Linked DNA regions of Rattus norvegicus: region 2 is linked to region 1. A link is a contact called in public Hi-C data. All regions are on one chromosome and are shown on one strand. The core of a region is the stretch at or near the end of the contact, and the rest is flanking DNA. Distances in the headings are between cores, read along the strand shown. Region 1 overlaps Sox6 (SRY-box transcription factor 6). Region 2 has its middle 47 kb from the start of Sox6.

Evidence for each region. Hi-C and Micro-C count contacts between places; a contact is called where the count stands out from the background.
Region 2: a Hi-C map of liver shows a contact between it and region 1, with 3 times the contacts expected there. The contact joins two enhancer-like sites. A contact is called at or near these places in 4 of 12 Hi-C or Micro-C datasets (Schwann cells, liver and psoas muscle) and 1 of 1 datasets of contacts at active chromatin or transcription factors (oligodendrocytes).

What each region holds. Positions count from the first base shown.
Region 1 is chr1:179,265,319-179,269,943 of GRCr8, reverse strand. It overlaps Sox6 (SRY-box transcription factor 6), which reads left to right. Exons shown (of 16, transcript NM_001024751.1): 9 at 1,690-1,769. Among named protein-coding and RNA genes, the nearest start is that of Trnav-aac35, 120 kb to the left of the region's middle. Within about 2 kb of position 2,308, at least 3 of the 93 cell types and tissues checked have an H3K27ac peak or open chromatin away from gene starts, as enhancers often do. A contact at or near this core is called in liver, where this site is marked.
Region 2 is chr1:179,710,407-179,715,031 of GRCr8, reverse strand. It overlaps a transcript of Sox6 not described here. Among named protein-coding and RNA genes, the nearest start is that of Sox6, 47 kb to the right of the region's middle. Within about 2 kb of position 2,216, at least 17 of the 93 cell types and tissues checked have an H3K27ac peak or open chromatin away from gene starts, as enhancers often do. A contact at or near this core is called in liver, where this site is marked.

The sequences.
Region 1 (4,625 bases), core at 1,059-3,558:
GTATCATTTGTGGGTTTTTTAAAAAGCTGATAAGATATCCACCAAAAAATTACCATTTGACTTAGATCAAGATATTTTTTCTTCAGATAATTTAGTTTAAATATCAAGAAGATCAGTAGACTTATTTAAGCATAAAGTGATAGTCATTTACTATAAAAATAATTTTGCCTAGTTATCTTTTCCAAAAAGCTCCGAGAGTAGGGCAGACGAAAATCAACCTCATGGAAGGGGAAAAACGAGATCAGATATTTTGAACATTACTCCATAGGAGACCGGCACAATATGGCCTTAGCAAGTGCATTGTAGCAGCGCTCCGTTTGCAATCAGAAGCCAATTGTTACTGGACTGTGTACAGGCGCACACTGTGCTCAATGGTCTGATGAGGTATTATGGATATGATGCAAAGAGACCGTGCAGATCAGAAGCTAACAATTTGTTAAAAGTGAAAGCAACTTAACATTTACATTGGGCCAGCTGAGTAGCACTTTACATGGTGAGCAGGGATGAGCTGCAAGGAGCTAGGGGTACCAGGCATGCTGAGAGTATTAGCATCTATGCAGACAGGAAACAAGAGGTTCTCCTGCTTTTGATTTGACAACACTAGTGCCTGGAACTCTTCCTGCAATGTCTCTTCATTATTACATTCAGTGTTCAGTGTAGGAAAGTTCATGCAAAACAGCATGATTATTATAAATGTCAAAAATATGTGGGGGAGCAGCCTATTAAAATATAGCCTAGAGATAGTACATAACACTGACTTTAAATAAGTAGCTGGAGCCAGCACGCTGCTACATTAAATCACCGATACTGTGTGATTCACCCACAAATATTAATTTTTAGTTCACCTACCACCACTCCAGTCTGTCCTTCATCCATTTCTCTTGGCTCTATGGGCGTCTGGCCATGGTCTGTGTTCTCAGGTCACAGACGGTTTCAACACAGGTATGTGTTGGCTGGGCTCGAAGCACCGTACTGTATAGCATAAAGAACATTCCCAGCCTTCCAGTGCAGGCAGCCCATGCCGAATGTGAAGTTATTTAATGATCATCACCAAAATGCTTCAATCATATGCCGTGTGTGTGACTCTGCACCAGGCTCCACTACTTAGTACCACAGGTCAAACCAAAAGACAGATTTTCCCTGTCCTTTTCAGCATTTCTGAGTACCAACAGGTAAGATTGGCCAAATTAAAGGGGATATTTTTCTTATTGTTTTGTTTATTTTCTATAAAATAAAATTTTGCATTATGGCTTATCATTAGTAAACATCTTTTTTGTTTGTTTTTTGACTCTAAGTCTCCATTTTACCTACCAAGTCCAAACTTTCTGCTTCTCCAAGAGAAAAGCCTCCTTTCACAGTGTGCCGAGCATCAGCCTGGCTTTAATTTTTTTGTACTCTTAAAAAAATGATGTATTACAAGATTTGTAGTGGAGCGAACATGCTTGAATTGCACATTTAATTTTTTCAACATCACATTCATGTTTTGCCAGTTTGCCTACCAGCTATCTGTTAACAAAAAGTTCCAAGGCGGCAGCGCAAGCCTGTGCCCAACCAAGCCTTTTGTTTCTGCAGATGTTTGGGCTTAGGGCAACGTTGTAAAGCTCAGGGGATCCAAGGACCGTGTTTATACTTGTCTGCCGCGATTCCCTGTGCATTGTCTAAACCTGTGTGCATTGTTCTTTTCGACAGGTGATAACTACCCCGTACAGTTCATTCCGTCAACAATGGCAGCTGCTGCTGCTTCTGGACTCAGCCCTTTACAGCTTCAGGTAAGTACCAGGAAGAAGCAAGAATGTGGGAGCAGGGCCAGTGCTTGAGTGGAAACCTGCAATCCAGCTGTATTCTAAATAATGGCCCGAATGTTAAATAATTTTTAAGCACAGCCCAGAGAATTAACACCTTCTGTACTTAGCATGCTGAAAATGGAAGAGAAAAGTACCAATTCCAGGCATTTTTAAAGGAGCTCCAGTGTCACAATTTGATTCTGTGGCTCTGTGTGCTCTCTTTTAGCAAGTTAACAGTTTTGTTTAAGGGTGGTAGTTGTTTGAATGTGTTAGCATTTCCTTTTATCCACGTTTTGTCTGGGTTTCCATCATACACGGATATACAGACAGGCTTCTTTTCCCATCAGTTTCAGACCAGAGACAATGCTGGGCCTTTTCCTCCTTGCAGCTCAGGGAATAAGAAGCCATTGTTCCCAGTTACTTTGATTATTTAGCAAAATATAAACACACTGCTCCTGAGTCTGTAGTGTGACCTTGTTCTTGCCAGGGTTAAAGGTCTAGGCATGGTGCCCAATTCAGTTCTGGATCAGTGTCTCTTGTTTATCAAGCTAATCATGTTTGGAAGCTGACTGAAAAATTATTTGCACTGTATGTTCCTTACGATAAAATGAGGTATTTAGAACAGTTCTGCGTGGCCTTTGCACATGTCTAACACCCTCGTTAGAGCCATGAATTGACTTTAAATAGGAATAGATTTCAGTAGTAAAAACAAAAAGAGTAAAAATTTTAGCATTAGAACACTTAGAAAATACATGATAAGTTGTTTCCACACAGTTCAAAGTTCCTTAAAGACGGTTTTTATCTGAGCTTTCCTTTTGAACCTGGGGAAGAGCTTCTGGACAGACAGTATTTTTGTGTTGCTATTGCCTGTAAGATTTGAACATAAAGGGTGTGTCACCCTTTATGTTTCCATCGTACCGAAAGGAAACAACACTGACACATACACCCTCCACACATACACACCCTCCACACATACACACCTCCACAGCACTTCATACATTTTCAATTGCTTCACAAAGAAAAGAATTTTCGAAATGCCCGGGAAGTTTTTGTCATAAGCCTCTTCTGGTCAGCATGAAGCTGTCCCCACTAGAACCCCCGGGACAGGGACATCTTGCTAGCAGATGACCAGCTACTACTTCTCTTTGCCAGACATTTGCCTTTCACACTCCCAACACTGGGCTCTGAACAGCAGAGGAAGATCTAAAAGAAATCCTTTTATTGGTGACCCTATTTTGGCTCTCCATGCTCTACCTCGGAACTGCACTAACTTTCTGAACTTAGAGGCAGTAGTCCTTACCCATCTCTGTAAAACAGAGAGCATAGGCCTAGAACTGTGTGCCGTTCTTTGATGTGGTCTATACCCTGCACTGAGTTCCATGCTGTTTCACGAGTTCTGACAGTATGTTTTGTTTTGTTTTGTTTTCTGAATATGCCATTAAACAGAAGGGTCATGTATCTCACCCACAAATTAACCCAAGGCTAAAGGGCATAAGTGACCGTTTGGGCAGGAATTTGGACCCCTATGAACATGGTGGTGGCCACTCTTACAACCACAAACAGATTGAGGTATGAATGCTTCCCTTGATGCTTCTTTGGGTGGGGGACTGGATGGTTCCAGCATATTCTAGGTCTTATGAAAAGTGGCAAACAGTGAATGCTAAAGCCACTCTCCTGTCTCTGAACGCAAAGGCCTTAAGCTAGGTTCTATTCTGCCTTTTTCTTGCGAGGAGCCTCAAAGCTGTCTTTCCACACTCTTAACTATTCTCATTTAACATGTTTTAAGTTTAACAAATGCTTAAACTTGAAAGATAATTTCCATTTGACCATAGACCTTCCTGTATCCTTGATCAACTATAATTCTGATTGTAGAATTCTATAGTTAAGGGTTAGAGAGATCCTGAGAGCCCACCACAGCTGTTACTCTGGGTCTTGGGGTGACTGCTCACTCTGCCAGAGCTGGGTCTCCTAACTTAGTCTTTGTAGTCTGAAGTCGGGTGCCTGGGCCTGGCTGAGCTAAGTTTCTCAGGTGTCCTTTAAGTGTCTAACCACCAAGAAAACCTTTTTTTTTTTCGGCGTTGTGGAAAATCATTCTCCTTCTGTGTATGTGGTCCCTTTAGAACATGAAGGCCTTCTCTGCAACAGGACCCTGGCCGTCCTCTCCGCGGTGTCTGATCTGATTGCACTCCTTTCCTGTATTGATCATTGATATTCCTCTCTGGTTATTTCAAATACCGGTGTGTGTGTGGTAGCTACTGATTTTTTTTTTTTTTTTGGTTCTTTTTTTCGGAGCTGGGGACCGAACCCAGCTACTGATTTTTTTTTAAAGATTAATTTCCTAGGTGGGACCAAGTACCAAACTTTACATTCTAACCCAGATAGGAAACTACCCATTGCACTCCTCTAAAATACTCTAATGCATCTATGTTCAGCCCTTTGGTTCGATCAGTGAAGACAGATCAGTTGTCCGTGACCTTTGGACATGATCACCTCTGCCACTCTCTAGTCTGCCTACTTGGAAATGATGCTGATCACACTTAAGGAGGAAGACAGGACAAAAGGTCACCTTGAAGCAGCTAACTGAAGAGCTGCAGTGCCCTCTGTCACCTTCCTGCTCTTTGATGGGGACAGGAGATTCTGACATGACTAGACACAGCCTGGCACACTATGCTGCTGCCTTCTGCATAGCCAGGAAAGCTTTCTTTCAAAGGCATTTCTATGGGCTGTAGAAATGCCACCATGTTCCTGGGCAGTGTAAAAATCAGCTCATTCCAGAAAGGGTTAAAGAGGGCTCTATATCTATGCTGTATGATGGTAGGTAACAAGCTGACCCACTCAAAA
Region 2 (4,625 bases), core at 967-3,466, 450 kb before region 1:
GTCAGTGTTATCCAGTGGTATCGCAGCTGTAATCCTGATGTGTTCTTTCACAGAGCATTTCAGAAAGGTTAGCTTGATGGTTTTAAAGTGTAGTTGATTTATATAGACTTTGGAGTGGTAGTAAAGGGTTACAATGGTTTCTTACCATATTCTTTATTTATGATGGTGTAATTTCATACATTTTCCCATTTATATTCCATTTATAGTCATGGGAAGTATGCCATTGAATAATGTCAGCTTGTACTGCAAGGATTTTTGTTTAAAAATTATGGAATTGGTCTCTGACTGCACATTCAATGTGTTTTCCAGTTTTTTTTTTTTGATATGTCTACCTAAGCTTGGTCTCTGCCAGTTATGTTGGCTTCAATGTATGCCCATCTCATTTAAGATGAAGTGAATGGCCAGTATTATGTATAGCAAAGCCAAGCTTCCTTTGAGTTAGGGCTCGGGGGCATTGTACAAGTCTAATGTTCTTCCATGAAGTTGGCCCACCCCACTGTGACTAAGAAATGAGATGATTTGAGGGCTATTACATACTTACGATTTTCATAGTGGATTAGAATAACATTACTTAGCACAGGTGTTTCTATAATTGGGATTCCCTGGGAAACTTCAGTACTATATTCAATAACACTCAGCTTTCCACATGAGTAAAGGCACCGTTGATTTGCTGGGCTGTAGCATGAATCAGGAGAGTGGTCTGGCTTAGAGGCTTGTTGCTACTCTTTTCAGAGAAAACATTTCCTTTTGGCCGTTAGCATAATATTGCTGTGGACCTATTTACAAATTTCCTTTTATTTATTTATTGCTGGCCAAATACTGGAGGCCGCAGCTGGTGTCAGCCAGACCTGGTTTAAGCTTTCATATAACTCAAAATAGGTCCCAAGTGTCCTTTTTCTTAAACAATTCTTCTTTTGTAAAGCATCATATTTAAATAACATTTATGTACCCAAGCAGCAGTGAAAAATCTCAGAGGTGTTCTCAGGGCAGCTCTCTGAGGAGGACCTTTGGGATGGCTTTGTAAGATGCCTCCAAGCCTTGAAGCCACTTGTCCAGGAATAACAAAGAGCGACTGCAGTAGGTTGGGGCAAGATTCAGCAAGAGGGCTGAATATCCACAGCAAATATATCTGCAGAGCAGTGAGTGAAAATGGGCTTCAGAAATGAAAGCAGGTGAAGCAATTAACAGCACACCATTGTTTTACCAAACCTATTCTTAAGGTGCCTGGAAGCCCTAAGTTTTCGGGAAATGGGACTCAGCTTTCACAGCAGACAACTATGCTGCCTCAACGTTCCGCCCCTGTTCTGGGTTCTCATCTTGAGACCTCTGCTTATGGCATCTCTAAGTACCTTTGTCTCCCGTTGAAGAGCAAAGCAAAGGAACCCAAGAGAGGCCGAGTCGGCCAGGAGCCATGTTCTCCGTCTTATAGGAGCTGAGGACGTGTCTTTCTCAAGCTAACTACCCATTCTCTGCCTGGGTAGTTAGTGATAAAAGTTCTATCTTGGATCTGTTCTCTAATCCCAGGTTTGTAGTCTAGTGAGAGAACGCAGCGCACCGGGTACTGGCACTAGCAGGTGTCTCTCTGCCATCTCCTGACTCGGGTTTCCCAGTAGTACGGCTTCCCGGACTCCTCTGCTCCAGGGGGACCTTCGTGGACTTTTTCTTTTTTTCTGTCCCAGAGGTTGTCCTGGCTGCCAGCTCCATCTGCTTGATGGATCTTGGTGGCTCTGAGCCCAGCGCACTCTTGCGCTCCACCTCAAGGTGGCGACCGAGGCACGTAAACAAAGACTGCACTGGCGGTTGGCACCCGTGGCCTCATCCACGAATCCCAGTTTCCCAGCTGCTCCTCAGAGAGCTGAATTGACTGTTAAGGGGGCCCTTGTAGACGGGTCGTTGGGCCGGAATGTCAGCCGTGCGTTCGTGCGTGACTGACTTAGTGACTCTGTGTGTGTGTGTGTGTGTGTGTGTGTGTGTGTGTGTGTGTGTGTACACGCTCGCGCGCGCGTCTGTGTATCCGCCGAAGCAGGCAGAAGCGCTTCTAGGATGGAAACTCTAGCCCCAACCCGTTTGGGACGCTGGAGGTTTCCTGGAATCACCTGAGCCTGCAGGCTCCCGCGACCCGGCTGGCCCGCTGGCCGGGGCTCCCGCCCACTATGTGTCCCGAGTACCCTGGGTCAGTGAGCAACTGGCGGGACTGCCACAAACAGCAGGTTTGCAGATCTCTGTTCAGTGACACCACGATTTATGAGTGGCTCTGGAAAATACAGCTCTTTGCTGCGCTGGAGTCCTCTAGGGTGCGCGCAGGCCGACCCTAGGGGTAGGGATAGTTGTGGGCGGGGAAGAGAGACAGTGAAAGAATAAGCATGCGACAGTCATACAGTCTTACCTCTGGGACGAAGGACACGGTTCCTAGAACTGCGATCTTCACGGCCAGTGTGCAGCCCAGCTGTTTCTCCCGTAGGCGCTTCCCGCCTAACACCGCCTTCTGACTAACTTGGATAGGGCTTGAGTTGCCCCCTCCTTTTTTCCTCCCCTTCTTTTCCTTTCCAGACATCGCTTTAACTCAACCCAGGGCATATCCAGAAGTCAGTTCCGTATAGCGCTTCCATTCAGTCCTGGGGGGGTGGGGGGAAATCCGGTATACAGTTTCTCGTAGGCAGATGGAAGATCTAGATGGTTACAGGACTTTGGAGGGGTGCGTAGGAATGGCACGGGGTGTTGGTGGCAGCGAAAGACGGTTTCTTTTGGGTCTTCGCACTGCCGCAGGTAAGGCTCTCAGATTACAGCTGCCCTCCTGTCGAGTCACAGTGGTGGGCAAGCGGAGGGCGCTCTGCTGTAGAGAGGGGAGTGGAGGAGGGTGGAGTGGGAGAAATGGGCTCTGGACAGGCTCCACCGGCACGCATTGTCTTGGTTGGTGTCTGTGCTTGGCGCTCAGCTGATGTCTTTGGGAGCTTTTGAACAAGGTAGACCCTCCAATACCCTCCCCCACTCTCTAGACTGTGTTTCAAAAGACGCGAATAGCTCTAAAATAAGTTTAAATTTTTTTGTCTGACTTTCCGTTCGAGATGTAAAAAGGATTAAATAAATGAAACTTTATTTGACTGTGGAGTTTATCCAGAGACTCAGCGACATCTCTGGTCTTTGGCCTTATTCTAATTCTATGGTAGTAATTACCCTTCGTTTCTTTAAGTGCGATAGATTTATTGCCTTAGAGACTATGCACAGTTTGATTGAATTATTCATTTTTTTCTTTGGTGTAGACTGCATCTGGGGACTCTGATGTGACGTGTAGATTTTTTTTCAGGAACAAAGGGAATGTGGAAATGAAAGAGAGAGGGAGAGAGAGGCTGGCAGATGTAATGAGACGCGGTGAAGGTGTACGCAGACGGGCACTCCCACGCCTCCTCCCTTCGGCTCTCACTGCAGCCCTGGGTAACTCGCAGGCTAACACAAACAGCTTTTCTCCCGCAGCCTGCCCTCTGTCACTGTAAGTACATCACCCTTCTCTTATCAGCATGCAGATTCCAGCCACGCACTCCCTCGCCTTGGCTTTGCACCTTTGACAGCAAAAGCACATTGGGAAATGAACTTTCCTAAGCTAGGAAAGGCATGTTTATAAAACTTACTTTTTATTTATCTTTATTGTTTTTTGAAAACAGAAGTTCATGTATTTTTACCACTTTCCTTACCTTCTTTGTGACGGTGCTCTGTTGCTCCTGTCACTGTGGCTGTGCTTTTCTCAACTGGATGTTGCTCAGATTCAAATGAAATTTAATGTTATTCTCCATCCGCTTAAAGTCCAGGCGCATGCCTTGTCCTTCTGCGAAATGACATCTTAAAGGACGAAGAATATTATTCACGGTTTGCTTTTGTTGCTGAAACAGGAGTTCTAACCTCTTTGAGGCACTGACTGTCCCAAGGGCACTGTTATTTGGGAGTTGATAAGATCTGCTTCTCCCAAACTTAAAGTGCCGCGGGCTGCTGGAGCATTCGGGTGTTTGTCATCCAGGGTTAAGGAGACCAATGGCGAAAACTTTTCTCCACGCTGTAATTAAAGTTTTTCAACTTCCCCTTTGCCTTTTACACTCTTTCACATACTCTTCGTTTTGTTAAAAGTTCTCCTTGGTGTTTTGGAGTGAGTGACATCTTTGTCCTGTTCACACAGTAGCTATGAAGCCCTTTCTGGGAGAAGTTGGCCACCTTAAGATGAAGTCATGTAGGTCTGAATGATCCGCCCGGTTGGTGTAAGTGAGCCTTTCACAGGGAGAACTCGAGGTTTTAAAGGCTGTTCTGTCCTTTCCTTTCCTTTCCTTTCCTTTCCTTTCCTTTCCTTTCCTTTCCTTTCCTTTCCTTTCCTTTCCTTTCCTTTCCTTTCCTTCCTTTTTCTTTTTTTTTTTTGCGTGGGTGTTTTAAATACTAACTTCTGAAGCAGGATTATTTGCGTTGCCCCATCCCAAGTTCAGGGGGGAACCTCTCTCCAGGAACCGTGCGCGCCTTGTCTCACCAGTTCGTGCCTCTTCTCTGGAGGTGCGAGGCCAAACTTAGTAAAGCCGAGTTGCCTTTGGTTGGTCGAGGTGCAAAGGGACACAAACACAGCGGGCGCCCAGGCAGCAACCGCAGCACGC